3 separate regions of the Mus musculus genome follow, and regions 2 and 3 are each linked to region 1. A link is a contact called in public Hi-C and promoter capture Hi-C data. All regions are on one chromosome and are shown on one strand. The core of a region is the stretch at or near the end of the contact, and the rest is flanking DNA. Distances in the headings are between cores, read along the strand shown. Region 1 holds the start of Wapl (WAPL cohesin release factor). Region 2 holds the start of Sncg (synuclein, gamma). Region 3 overlaps Shld2 (shieldin complex subunit 2).

Region 1 (3,937 bases), core at 1,066-3,565:
ATTTTCCTCTTCAATTTACAAACTCATTTACCTGATTTACCCAAAAATATACTGAAAAAATTTTACAAGAAAAGTCAAAAAAAAAAATCAAACACTTTAAAAAATATAAGGTATAGTGCTTTTATAGCACAATCAATCATTATCCATTTCTTAACACTTTGGCCTTCTGCAGTTTAAATATCAATTTATCAATTCTAGGGGGAAGGTAAGCAATTACTTAAGGGCTTGGAAAATCTTCATTACTTGGAAACTTACAATAAGAATAATATTTAACTTATATTTTCAAATATTTTTGAGCTACACTTTTAGTATTTCTATTAAGTTCTTATAACTTAACGAATCACTATCCAATTTAGTTCAGCAAATATTCAGAAGACAACTCACCACCACCCTAATGTTTGAAAGGAAAACAACTCTGATCAGATAAAATAATAATTTAGTCATCGTACACATCTGTGCTAAAAGAAATTTTAGCTTTCCTCAGAGAGTTTCCATTTTGTAGTTCTGAACACTAACAAGCTTCATTGTCTTTCTTGTTAAGTATAGCCTATTAAACAAAACCAAGTGTAATTGGGCAGCTGCCAAAGGCAAGAAAAGTCATTTCTTTAAGCTGACTACAGACACGCAGACCTACACACATATATACATTCCAACAAAGTTGGAATGTTTTGGGCACACATACATGGCAATCATCTAAAAATGCTGACTAAAGCCAAAAAAAAAAAAAAATCTAGACTTGATCTTCTTTATGACATCTGAAAAACTCACCGTAAAAAACAGTAAAGCATTCACTGTGCAAGATTAAGATCTGCAAATGAATATATGATACTGAGCTAAGTAATAAGACAACTGTATTTTTAAAAGATCACGTCTCAGAAATATTCGCTGATGTATTAACATCATTAAATATTGATGAAATATCAGTGATTTTTTTAATATTAAGGAATGGGGAGCGTACTGATTAGAAAATATGGTTGAGTTATTATGTACAGAATCCAGGAGATATGAGTACAAGAGTTACGTGATTGCTTTTACTGTTTTCCATAACGTCCATTTTAAAAAGTCAGCAGACTACTGCGATGGCATTATCTAAGCTTAACATATGTACAAATTCAGCATATATATTTGGCATGACGTTTTACGCACATTTCAGACACACTATCTTGTTCTGGCTTCAAATTTCACCAACAGTCCTAACTAAAAAGGAAAAGAAGGTTCACAACTGATTGTTTTCGATTTGGGAGGCCTTCGCTTCATCCCAAAGCCCAGCTGACTTTTGATGGAAGTGCACTGCGATTTAAATTAGGGAAAGGGTATACAAAACAACCAACCAACCTCCTTACACTGAAGCTGTAAAGAAACCTAGCCACTTCCAGGAAAGACACCCAAGGTAATGCATTAGGGGGGCTTCAATAAAGAGAGGAGAGTGGAATGGGCAAACAGAAACCCTCACCTGAGGCTGCGAGTGCGCCCGGAGGCTGGAGCCGAGACACCCCTCGGGCTGGACACTCACGCAACTTTTCTCCTCCCAACCCCCACAGCCTAGGAAAGGGATGTCGCTTCGGACGCCCCGGAAGCTTCTGCTACCGAGTCCCCGAAGCAAGGCCTCTCGGTGACGGCTAGAGGCGGAGGAGACGACGGGGAAAAAGAATTCGGGACTCAAATCAACCGGACCGGGTTTGGAAAAGAGAAGTCAAATCAAGTAGCCGGAGAAGAACTCAAAAGGCAAAATTAAGAGGTGGGAAGGGAAAGAGTTTCTTGCGATCCTCCGGTGCCCAACTTCCTTAGAAGCCAGGTGAGCAACGAGCCTCGCGCCGCCCCTGCCGCCTCCACCCGCCCCAACTCACTCCGGGCCTAGGCAGCCGCCCGAGACCTCACTTACCCTCGGCGCCTGGCGGGTGCTTTGGCCTCGGGCCGCCTCCGCCTCTCCGGCTCCCAACGGCCCGCGGGCGGGCGCGGGAGCCCCGCGCGAGAGACCAGTGCCGACCGGTGCCACCGAGAGGGGCGAGGGGCTCTGCTGCCGTCACAGTCCGCGGCTCCGCTTCGGTAAATAGGAAGCTCGGGCGACAGGGGGGGTGGGGGGTGAGCGGCGGCCCCGCAACTTCCCTCCCCACCTCAGGCGCGCCGGCCGGACAGGGCCTAGGCCTCCCTGGCGGCCGCCGCCGGTGCCGAGCCCGCTACGTGCCCCCGCTGGGCCGCCGCCGCCTTCTGCGCCGCCGCCTCCGCCGGTGAATGGTCAGCGCTGGAGTTTGAACAGGGCCCTGAACCATCTCAACGCCATTTGCGCTCCCGGCCCCCCACCTCCTTCCTCCAACAGCCGCTCGCTCCGTCACTCCGCTTCCCACAGGCCCCGCGCGGCCGCCCGACTCCGCAGCCAATCGTACGGCCTCTTACTCAAACCGCCGCGCAGGCGCCGCGCCCCGCACGCGCCGGCTACCACCATTGGTCGGACCGCGTGGCCCGACGGGAGTTGTAGTTCTCTCTTCCGCAAGGTCCTGGTGTCTAAAGCCCGGTTCCGGAGCTGGCGAACGGTATAGGTTCTGGCTAAGGGCCTGCTGGACTTCACCGACTCCGGAGCCAGTCCCAGTTCCTAGCCACGCGACGAGACGCAGGTGCAGCGCGGGAAGGCTCGCGGCACAGTGCAGGCAGCTGTGTCAATCGTTTCCCCTCCAGGGACCCTCCGGTGTCTAGGGACAGAGACTTGTGCAGCTGCGCCGAGCCTGCTGGGCCACCGCCCGGACCTTGGAGGCGGGGAACTTGGGGCCGCCTTTGACCTGGTCTGACGGTGCGAGAGAGCCAACGCAGGTAAACGAGCAGCGAAACCTGGAGCAGTCGGGTGCTGGTCTCCTCGCAGCCGGGATCCGCTTCAGCCGGCCACTTCATCCTCTCTCTCCTTTCTTGTTCAGTCCCCACTACGGAGTTCTGTCCCCTACCTGTTAGCAATGACACCCCACACCCCCACCCCACCCCCGCTCCCCGAGTATTTTATGTTACTAAGGAATTATCGTCATCCTTATCGAACGTGCTTACGGTAATGTGGCTTTAAATTTAAAACACACACACACACACACACACACACTAAAGTGTTGATAGGTAAAATGATCCAATACGTTTATTTTGTTTTAGACTAAGCCTCTGGAAACTGGGAAAGAAGGGAATAAATTAACTGAGGATGTCCTTCGATGTTGGAGCTGTGGGATATGTACACATATGCTATCATACCAGTATTTATGTCTCAAATTGTTCATAATAAAGTTTTGGTTTGGGGGGGACGGATTGTTTGTTTTGGTTTGGGTTTTCAACTAACTAGTCCCGGACAAGAAGGTAGTGAATGATGGACGGAGTATTTTTAAGTTTTCTTCTGCAGAGACTTTTTTTCATGTCAGTGAATCACCTGGTTGAGAAACTTGGAGAGGTTTTATTTTAAACCTTCAATGAGAAAATAGCTTTCTAAAACAGTTTCCCTTAGGAGAAGTGAGTGGTCAGTCATTGGCCTTGCAGCTAATGGAGACTCATCTGAGAAATTAGAAAACTACTAATTGCTTTTAGTGAAAAGACAACCTCTTCTGCCAGATTTGCTTTTAAAGACTCCTCAAATTTCAAGCTCCCTCCACTGTAGTCAATGGATTTTTCCAACAAAGCTAAAAAGGAAAAATAAAAACTTCTGACTGAGAGGATAAGTTAATAGTAGAGTTTTTCTCCAGCATGCCCTTGGTTAGATGCCCTTGGCACTCCCTTCTGCCACCCTCTTAAAAATAAAAAACATGAGCACTTCCCAATAGGAATTTAAGGTGGATTTTCAACACTTGAATTGTTTTCCTTTTGATCCTAAGTTCATAACTTACATTCTTGCATTTGCAGTTTCCCCAGTATCAGCCTGACTGACTTCACAGCAGGCCATCGCCTCTTAACTTATGCTAAGGAACCAGTCTTGCAC
Region 2 (4,000 bases), core at 1,157-3,656, 300 kb after region 1:
CACCCAGGGGGAATGAAGAACAAGGACCAGGACTCCTCCCTTCTGGCCCCTCAAGCTCCTCCATCTTTCCTTTGGAGACTGGGACCTGCTCCTGGTGGCTCTAGGGAAGAGAGAGGGTTGGTCCCTGGTCCTGAAGTCAGAGGTAGATGGTAGGACTGACTGCCTCCGTGAACAGTCGCCTTGTGTTTGTGAGCCTGTGGTAAAACTAGGGATGAACAGGACACCCCTTTCTCCCTACACCACCAGACCCACCCCTTCTTCACGAAACAGCACATATGTCCTCTCACGAGGCAGCCTCTCCATGGCCAGGCCTGCTTTCCAGAAAGCTCCCAACAGCTATTCCCCTAAAAGAGTCAGAAGCAGACAGAAACCTGGTCCAGGGGATTTGTCTGGGAATTCTGTTACAGTCCCTTTTCTATGTAGTGGGGAGGCTGGGGCGGGGGGGTGGTAGGGGTAGGAGGGGGATGTTGGCCGTTTACCCTACAGATCCGACAGTTTCCACTCTGAGAGTTAGGTATGAAAGCAAGGGTCCAGCTCTCTGTGCCTGTGACCCAGGGTAGATGACTCAAGCACTGTGAGCCTCAGGCCCCGCCACTGTGAATCAGGCTGCTAGGGGAGAGGAATGGGGAGAATACCTGAAAAGTGGAGCCCCAGAGGCTATCCCAGGAAGTGGCATCTGCGTGCCACCTTGAACATGTCGAGACATGAGACTCCAAACCCTGAGGGACAGACCTAGAGTCCTGGCACCTCTAAGCATAAAGGCGATGTCGGAAAACCTTGCCTGGGGTCTCACTGCACCCTGTCCGTGCAGGAGGCTTCGTGAAATTGCTCTAGGATTCCCTGCCTCCATGAGCTCTGGGGACTGAGGAACCCTTGCTCTGTTTAGTAATCCTGGCCTGGTACTCTGGGCACTTAGATCCAAATGCCTTCCCTGTGAGCTGCTGTCCCCTAGGGCTTAGGCTGGGCCAGCCTTACAGAGGCTCAGGTTTCAGAGCTGAGCTCCTTTGAAGAGCAGGAGCGATAGCCCCATCACCTGGAATCATCTAGAACACCCAACCCTCTGAGTCCCATGCCACTAGTGGGAGCTGTGTTACCTGTTGCAGCCCCACCCAAAGCCCCTGCTATAGGTCAAGCAGGAATCACCCTGCCATCCCCAGCCTGGGGCCTGGAGTACCAGATCCAGGAAACTAGCATCCCTTAGCTATAGAGATAGCCACACATCAGCCCATTCCTCAGATGTGTATCTGGGGCTCAGACATCATCTCCCGATCTCCGACAAGGGCAGGATTTCCTTACCGTCTGATGGGGTCTCTGCTGGTATCCTCAGCCCCTAGTCTCCAGCCTTCAGGCATGCCGGGCCTATTGAGATGGGAGAACTTGGTACCGGGGTCCTGTGCCCAGGACCCTAGCAGTCCCCAGCTCAGGTACACCCCAAAGCCCAGCAGCAGTGTCGGGATCATGGTGAGGGGCTCCTGTGCTGATGCTCAGCCTTACAAGTGACTCTCAAATTTGCTGGTGATGTGGTCTTCAAGCGAAATGTCAGAAAGAAAAGAAAACACGAGGACAACAAAGGGAGGAAGTGGCCTGGTCCGGCCCACCCGGCAAGTCTCATCCGCCCCCGCCCCCGCCCCTTCCAGCCTGGCCCCCTTGGAGGCCTCCAACCACTCAGGTCAATTCCTGTGTCCTGAGGGCACTTGAATCAGGGACACGGGATTTGGTAGACACATAAAGGTGGCCCCATTAAACTTATTTCTCCAGGACTCTGTCGTGGGCCTGGAGGAGATCTGGTGCCACCCATACTGTTGGCCAGGAAGTGGGGAACGGGCACATCACACCTGCTCGGCACCTTGGGCTATGGGAACTAGCAGGTGGGTGGGAACTCAGAGAAGGAAAGGGACTATGCTAGAATCACACAGCGGGCAGCCCAGTCTAGGGCATGGGGAGCAGCTTTGGGTGTTTCTGGCCTCAGCCTTCCAACAGGTTTGGCTAGAGCTCCAGGCTCAAGAGCATCCAGGATACAGTGGGGAACTGGATAACAGGGCAGCCTGCAGGTTGGCCATTCATTGGATTGGCCCTGACCCCGGCCCAGCCTGGGACACTGAGGCATCATCAGTCAAGGCACTTTTCTTCTGCATATAAGAGCCAGGGCACGAGACCACCAGGGCTTTCCAAGGATGAATGAGGTGTAATGATAGATTAGGATATGTCCAGCCTCCAACACGCTCTCCCTCCCCCAGGGCCAACAAGAGTCAGCAGGGCAGAATAGAGCCAGTAGGGGCCCGGGCCCTGCTCGCTGGTATCCCCGTGAGGCATGCCTTCTCTCTGGCCCGCCCTCCCTGCCCCCACCCTGGCCCGGGCTGGCTGGGCTCCAGCCAGCAGCCACAGCATCAATATTTCATCTGCGTCAATAAGAGGCAGTAGCAGCAGAGACAGCGGCTGCGGCAGCACTCCAGTCCATAGCTTGCAGCAGCCAGGTTCCATCCTTGCAAACACCATGGACGTCTTCAAGAAAGGCTTCTCCATTGCCAAGGAAGGTGTTGTGGGTGCTGTAGAAAAGACCAAGCAGGGAGTAACGGAGGCAGCTGAGAAGACCAAGGAGGGGGTTATGTATGTGGGTGAGTGTGGTAGGTGGGGCGGGGCGGGGCGGGGCAGGGTGGAGGGGTCCCTAATGGAGGGCAGATGCCTCCCTCTGCAGATTCCCCCAGCTTCTAGAAAGCGTTTTGAGATGAAATTCTGATTGTTGAGGCAGGGTCGCACACCCTGGAGAATATGGTAGTATCTAATTGTCTTTGATACTCTGGGGGAAGGGACTCTGAGTGGGACAGGACCGGAGTGCCACACCTACGTGTGGGCACTCAAAAGCATGCACACACATGCCTGGAGTCTCCTAACCTGGAGACCCTGAGGTAATGATCTGCTCAGGTGGACCCCGCTTTCTCCAATGGGAGTTGCTGCATCTGAGCCAGGCCACTCCTGGCTTAGAGGGGAAGGGTAGTCTGTGAAAATGGGTCCCATTTAGTGTTCAACCCACCCCCAGCATTCTGGGCTCTTTCTAAAGAGGGGACAGGGGTGGCTAATCCTGTGACTCAGCTTTCTCTGCCCTGTTCAGCTGCTGCTTCTGAGGCCGGGGCCACGCCCATGCAAGGGCCATAGCCCTACCAGTAACAGTACCTCAGGCCTGGTCTATTTTGTCCCCTCTTCCTGTCCTGTCTCCTTCCCGTCTGTCCTCTGTCCTTCAGACACAGCAGGAAATGGCCTTTTGAAGGGGCTACTGTCCCCAGACGCCATCCTCATCCCCTCCTGGCCCCCACATTGTGTCCAGCTGTTTGCCCTGACCGCTTGTACACCTCTTCCTCCAATAGGCACCAAAACCAAGGAGAACGTGGTACAAAGTGTCACCTCAGGTAAGATGACCCAGAACTGGGGACCCCACAAATCCTGCCCTATATCCAGGGTCCATACCTGAAGTCCTCTTTGTACCAACTGGAGCCCTAAGCCCTTGGTGACCCAAACCACTACATGCCCTGAAGATAGACCATCACATTGTTCTGCCCTAGAGTCAGACAAAGGGATCGAAGTAACTAGAAGTCAGGCATCAGGCATCTGGGCTCTGGGAAGGGGTTGCTCTCCTCAGCTTGGGTAGGCAGCAGTGGAGGGGGCCAGGGCTGAGTCCAACCAGAATCCTCTGCAGTGGCTGAGAAGACCAAGGAGCAGGCCAATGCCGTGAGTGAAGCTGTGGTCAGCAGCGTCAACACAGTGGCCAACAAGACCGTGGAGGAGGCTGAAAACATCGTGGTCACCACCGGGGTGGTGCGCAAGGTAAGCCTGGTTCATGTCCTTTTTCTAGGCTCCCCAGCAATAGGAGGCAATTCTGCCCTCGTGAACACACGGGTAAATAGCACTAGACACTGCTTAACTTTACAGACAGTACCCACTGTGTGCTGGGGCGACTTGGTATCTCTGTACCTGTTCATATCAGGAATCCCCATCACACTCCAAG
Region 3 (3,569 bases), core at 356-2,855, 380 kb after region 1:
TGGAGAGGGCCGTCAGGAGGCATAGCTTGGGAGGTTGTGTGTCAGGGAAGAGGGGAGGGAAGGTGTAGAACAGGAACTACACAGGTCCTCAACAGGAAAGGGAATGCATTGTTGGGAGTTGTTTTTGGAGAATTGCAAATATGATGAAAAATAAAATCTTAGATATCAACATGTCAGTTAATTTAGTGGAAACTGTGTTTAGGCTGACAGACGGAGATGCTGGGCTTTGTGAAACTATATACCTGCCAGTGTCCCCAGCTCTGCTTGCTAATACCTAGCCGTCTTTGCCTTTTGCTTAGTGTGCCATAAAGCTCCCTACTGTAAAGCTGTTTTATTCTTGGCAAAGCTCAGCTCTGAGTGGTGAGGAAGCTTCCATGGAAGCAGTTGGTGCGCTTTTAGTTTTTTGACTTCAGAGATCTCATCTCTGAGACGTGAGGACAGAGATAACTCTTAGTAAGAGTGAGAAAACAGTGAGTCTTCGGGGCCCATTAAGCAAAGCCTGACGTCCCATGAAGAAGGGCTATAAAGAAACGGAGTCCCTCTGCAACCCTATAGGTGGAACAACCTTATGAACTCACCAGTACCCCGGAGCTCTTGTCTCTAGCTGCATATGTATCAGAAGATGGCCTAGTCGGCCATCACTGGGAAGAGAGGCCCATTGGTTGTGCAAACTTTATATGCCCCAGTACAGGGGAACGCCAGGGCCAAGAAGTGGGAGTGGGTGGGTGGGGGAGTGTGTGGGGGACTTTTGGGATAGCATTGGAAATGTAAATGAAATAAATACCTAATTAAAAAAAAACAAAAAAAAACAAAACAAAACGGAGTCCCAGTAGGAATAAATAGCTGGGACTGTCACACTTCATGATCTGCTTTTTTATTTTTGTCTGTGCATATATATGTGTGTGTAGTAATGTGCAAGCTAGGTGTGCCTTTGGAGGTTAGAAGGTGATAGTTGGGAGGGAGTCCTTCTCTCCTTCCTGGTGGGATCCAGGGATTGAAGTCTGCTTGCGCCATTTGAATTCCAAATGCTTTCACCCTCTGAGCTCTCTATCCCTCCTCCTCCTGCCTTCCAGCTTCCTTTTTAGAGACTGGTCTCAAGTAACTCAGGCTGCCCTCCAGCTCGCAGTGTAAACAGAGGGTGACCTTGAATTTCTGAACTCCCTGCCTCTCCTTCCCAGTGCTGGGGTACAGGTACATGTTTCTTAATGTGGTGTTGAGGATGGAACCCAGGGCTTCAAGCATGCTAAGCAAGAACTAAATAGTTGTTCTAAATATAATATATTCTGATTATAGTCTTTCTCTCTCACCCTCCTTTTTAGATATTTTAGTGATGGCATTTTTGTATTTTTTTAAGAGTTCTTTTTGTTGTTGTGCTTTTTCTTTTTCTTTCTTAAAAAAAAAAAGAGAGAGACAACCTCACTCTAGCTATTCTAGAACTTTTCGTTTTTGTTTTTAGAATAAATGTCCACTTATCTGAATAGATAACAACAATAATCCCACCAGCATCCAGCCTGATGAACTGGAATCTACTGGAAATACTTAGAGGACTGCAGGTGACTCACAGGCCGCCGCTGCTTCACTGAAGAGCCCTAACCCACCGGGACGGGTGGGGTGTGTGTGGGGTGTGACTCATGGAAGGAGCATCCCTGGAGCTCCCAGGAAGACTCTCTTCTCTGCAGCAATAGCTCTTGTCTGTGTTATCTTGAGGAGGAATCTTAGGAATAGTGTACATTTTAGGTATTTCCTCAGAGTGTGAAATTGTCTACTTCCTGATTTGAATCTGTAAGTTTCTTTACTTCCTGATTTTTTTTTTTTTTTTTTTTTTAAATCTTAAGACAGGGTTTCATTAATGTAGCTCTGGCTGACCTGGAGCTAGCTATGTAGACTAGACTGGCCTCTAACTCACAGTTTTGAGTTTTTTGTATTGTTTCGTTTTGTTTGTTCTTTTGTTTTTTTGTGGTTTTGTTGTTGTTTCTGCTCCCAAGTGCTGCTATTAAAGGCATGTACCACTACTTACTGATTTTTAAGAGCTCTTTCCAGTGATGAAGTGTTTCAGTTTGAAATAAATTGCACCCAGGGGTGCCTGTAGTCCCTAGCTCTGCTGTTAGCCTTCTAAGTGCTTGTTTATTTGTTTATTTTAAAACACATTAATTAGTTTTCTTGAAGGTTGTCCTATAAAAAAGATTCCATTATCAAATTAGTTTGGGAAATCGGATACATATTCCAGCACCCTACCTCCACCACCTTAGCAATTCACAGTGAATATCAGCGTCTTCCAGGTTGATAAAGATGCTGGGAAATGGTATTACAAATCATCTTATCAAGGCCTTTTAAAAAGGGTGTTCCTCCTAGTTCTACTGCAAGCTAGTTCCTATACTCTCGAGGTCAAGCTGAGCCGGAACTGAAACCCAGGGTAGCTGGATGCTCACTCTCAAGCCCAGTTTCCTGTTCACAGTGAGCAAACAGCTTTAATATTAAACCCCCTGGTTTCTCAAAGTTGTTTGGATGTAGGCGTCGTTATTTTTCAAAACTTACTCAAAAGTCAGTCGTCCCTGAATGGGTTCCAGGAATGTTGCCTGGGTCAATCTACAGTAGTGATTGCAGTCTTTTAAATAATGATGTTTTGGGGTAGAACTTGGTTTTTAAGTTAGCATCCAAAGTAATGAGTTTCATCATGGCTTCTTCATACATTGTATCATTAGACTTTAGAATTGGGTTTTCTATTTGTGGTGTTAAAAACTGTATTTACTTGTTACTTTTTCTAATTGTACCTATTTTGTGTTCTTATTCACAATGACTTTCCTCCTAAGTTGTGGTAGGTCTTTGTTTTTGAGACAGGGTGTATTCCAGGCAGGCCTGGAACTCTCTCTGAATGATGGAGTGACCCTAGTGGTCTGATCTTCCTGCTTTCACCCAGTAGTAGTTACCTGCTAGCTGCCATGACCACTTTATGTGGTCTTGGGGACTGAGTTCAGAGACCTGTGCACCTACTCAAGCAGTCTCCGCTACATCCTTAGTGCCTGCTTTTTGGGTGTGTTTTTTTTTTTTTTGTTTGTTTGTTTTTTTGAGACAAGCAAGATCTTGCTATGTAGGCTAGGCTAGCCTCAAACTCAAATCTTACCATAACCTTACAGATGTTTCACATTAGCACTTTTCAAGTTTTTTAAAAAAATATTTATTTATTTATTTATTTATTTATTTATTTATTATATGTAAGTACACTATAGCTGTCTTCAGACACTCCAGAAGAGAGCATCAGATTTTGTTACAGATGGTTGTGAGCCACCATGTGGTTGCTGGGATTTGAACTCAGGATCTTTGAGCAGTCGGTTCTCTTAACCGCTGAGCCATCTCACCAGCCCCCAAGATTTTTTTAATACTAAAACACAAAGATTGCCGGGCATGGTGGCGGACACCTTTAATCCCAGCACTCAGGGGGCAGAGGCAGGCGAATTTCTGAGTTCGAGGCCAGCCAGGTCTATAGAGTGAGTCCCAGGACAGCCAGGGCTACACAGAGAAACCCTGTCTCGAAAAAACAAAAACAAAAAATCAAAAACCAAAGATTTATT

The links. Promoter capture Hi-C pulls out the DNA fragments that hold promoters and counts their contacts. Hi-C and Micro-C count contacts between places; a contact is called where the count stands out from the background.
Region 2: a Hi-C map of muscle stem cells shows a contact between it and region 1, with 1.7 times the contacts expected there. The contact joins the promoter of Sncg here to the promoter of Wapl in region 1. A contact is called at or near these places in 4 of 39 promoter capture datasets (the 3T3-L1 cell line, cranial neural crest and liver), 3 of 484 Hi-C or Micro-C datasets (embryonic stem cells and muscle stem cells) and 4 of 115 datasets of contacts at active chromatin or transcription factors (embryonic stem cells and pancreatic cancer cells).
Region 3: a promoter capture Hi-C map of the HPC-7 cell line shows a contact between it and region 1. The contact joins the enhancer-like site here to the promoter of Wapl in region 1. A contact is called at or near these places in 4 of 39 promoter capture datasets (the HPC-7 cell line, cranial neural crest, frontonasal cranial neural crest and 1 more), 3 of 484 Hi-C or Micro-C datasets (muscle stem cells, olfactory sensory neurons and uterus), 3 of 115 datasets of contacts at active chromatin or transcription factors (bone marrow-derived macrophages, embryonic stem cells and microglia) and 2 of 9 other capture datasets (adipose tissue and liver).

What each region holds. Positions count from the first base shown.
Region 1 is chr14:34,672,306-34,676,242 of GRCm38.p6, reverse strand. Wapl (WAPL cohesin release factor) reads right to left here and starts at 2,315. Exons shown (of 19, transcript NM_001004436.4): 1 at 1,883-2,315. 5830448L01Rik (RIKEN cDNA 5830448L01 gene) reads left to right here and starts at 1,575. Exons shown (of 1, transcript NR_165636.1): 1 at 1,575-3,272.
Region 2 is chr14:34,373,075-34,377,074 of GRCm38.p6, reverse strand. It overlaps Sncg (synuclein, gamma), which reads left to right and starts at 2,406. Exons shown (of 5, transcript NM_011430.3): 1 at 2,406-2,615; 2 at 3,363-3,404; 3 at 3,692-3,819. The coding sequence starts at 2,495. Mmrn2 (multimerin 2) reads right to left here and starts at 1,571. Exons shown (of 7, transcript NM_153127.3): 1 at 1,297-1,571. The coding sequence starts at 1,460.
Region 3 is chr14:34,295,372-34,298,940 of GRCm38.p6, reverse strand. The region is part of intron 2 of Shld2 (shieldin complex subunit 2); the gene reads left to right. Among named protein-coding and RNA genes, the nearest start is that of Shld2, 13 kb to the left of the region's middle. Within about 2 kb of position 1,605, at least 121 of the 459 cell types and tissues checked have an H3K27ac peak or open chromatin away from gene starts, as enhancers often do. A contact at or near this core is called in the HPC-7 cell line, adipose tissue, bone marrow-derived macrophages and 6 more, where this site is marked.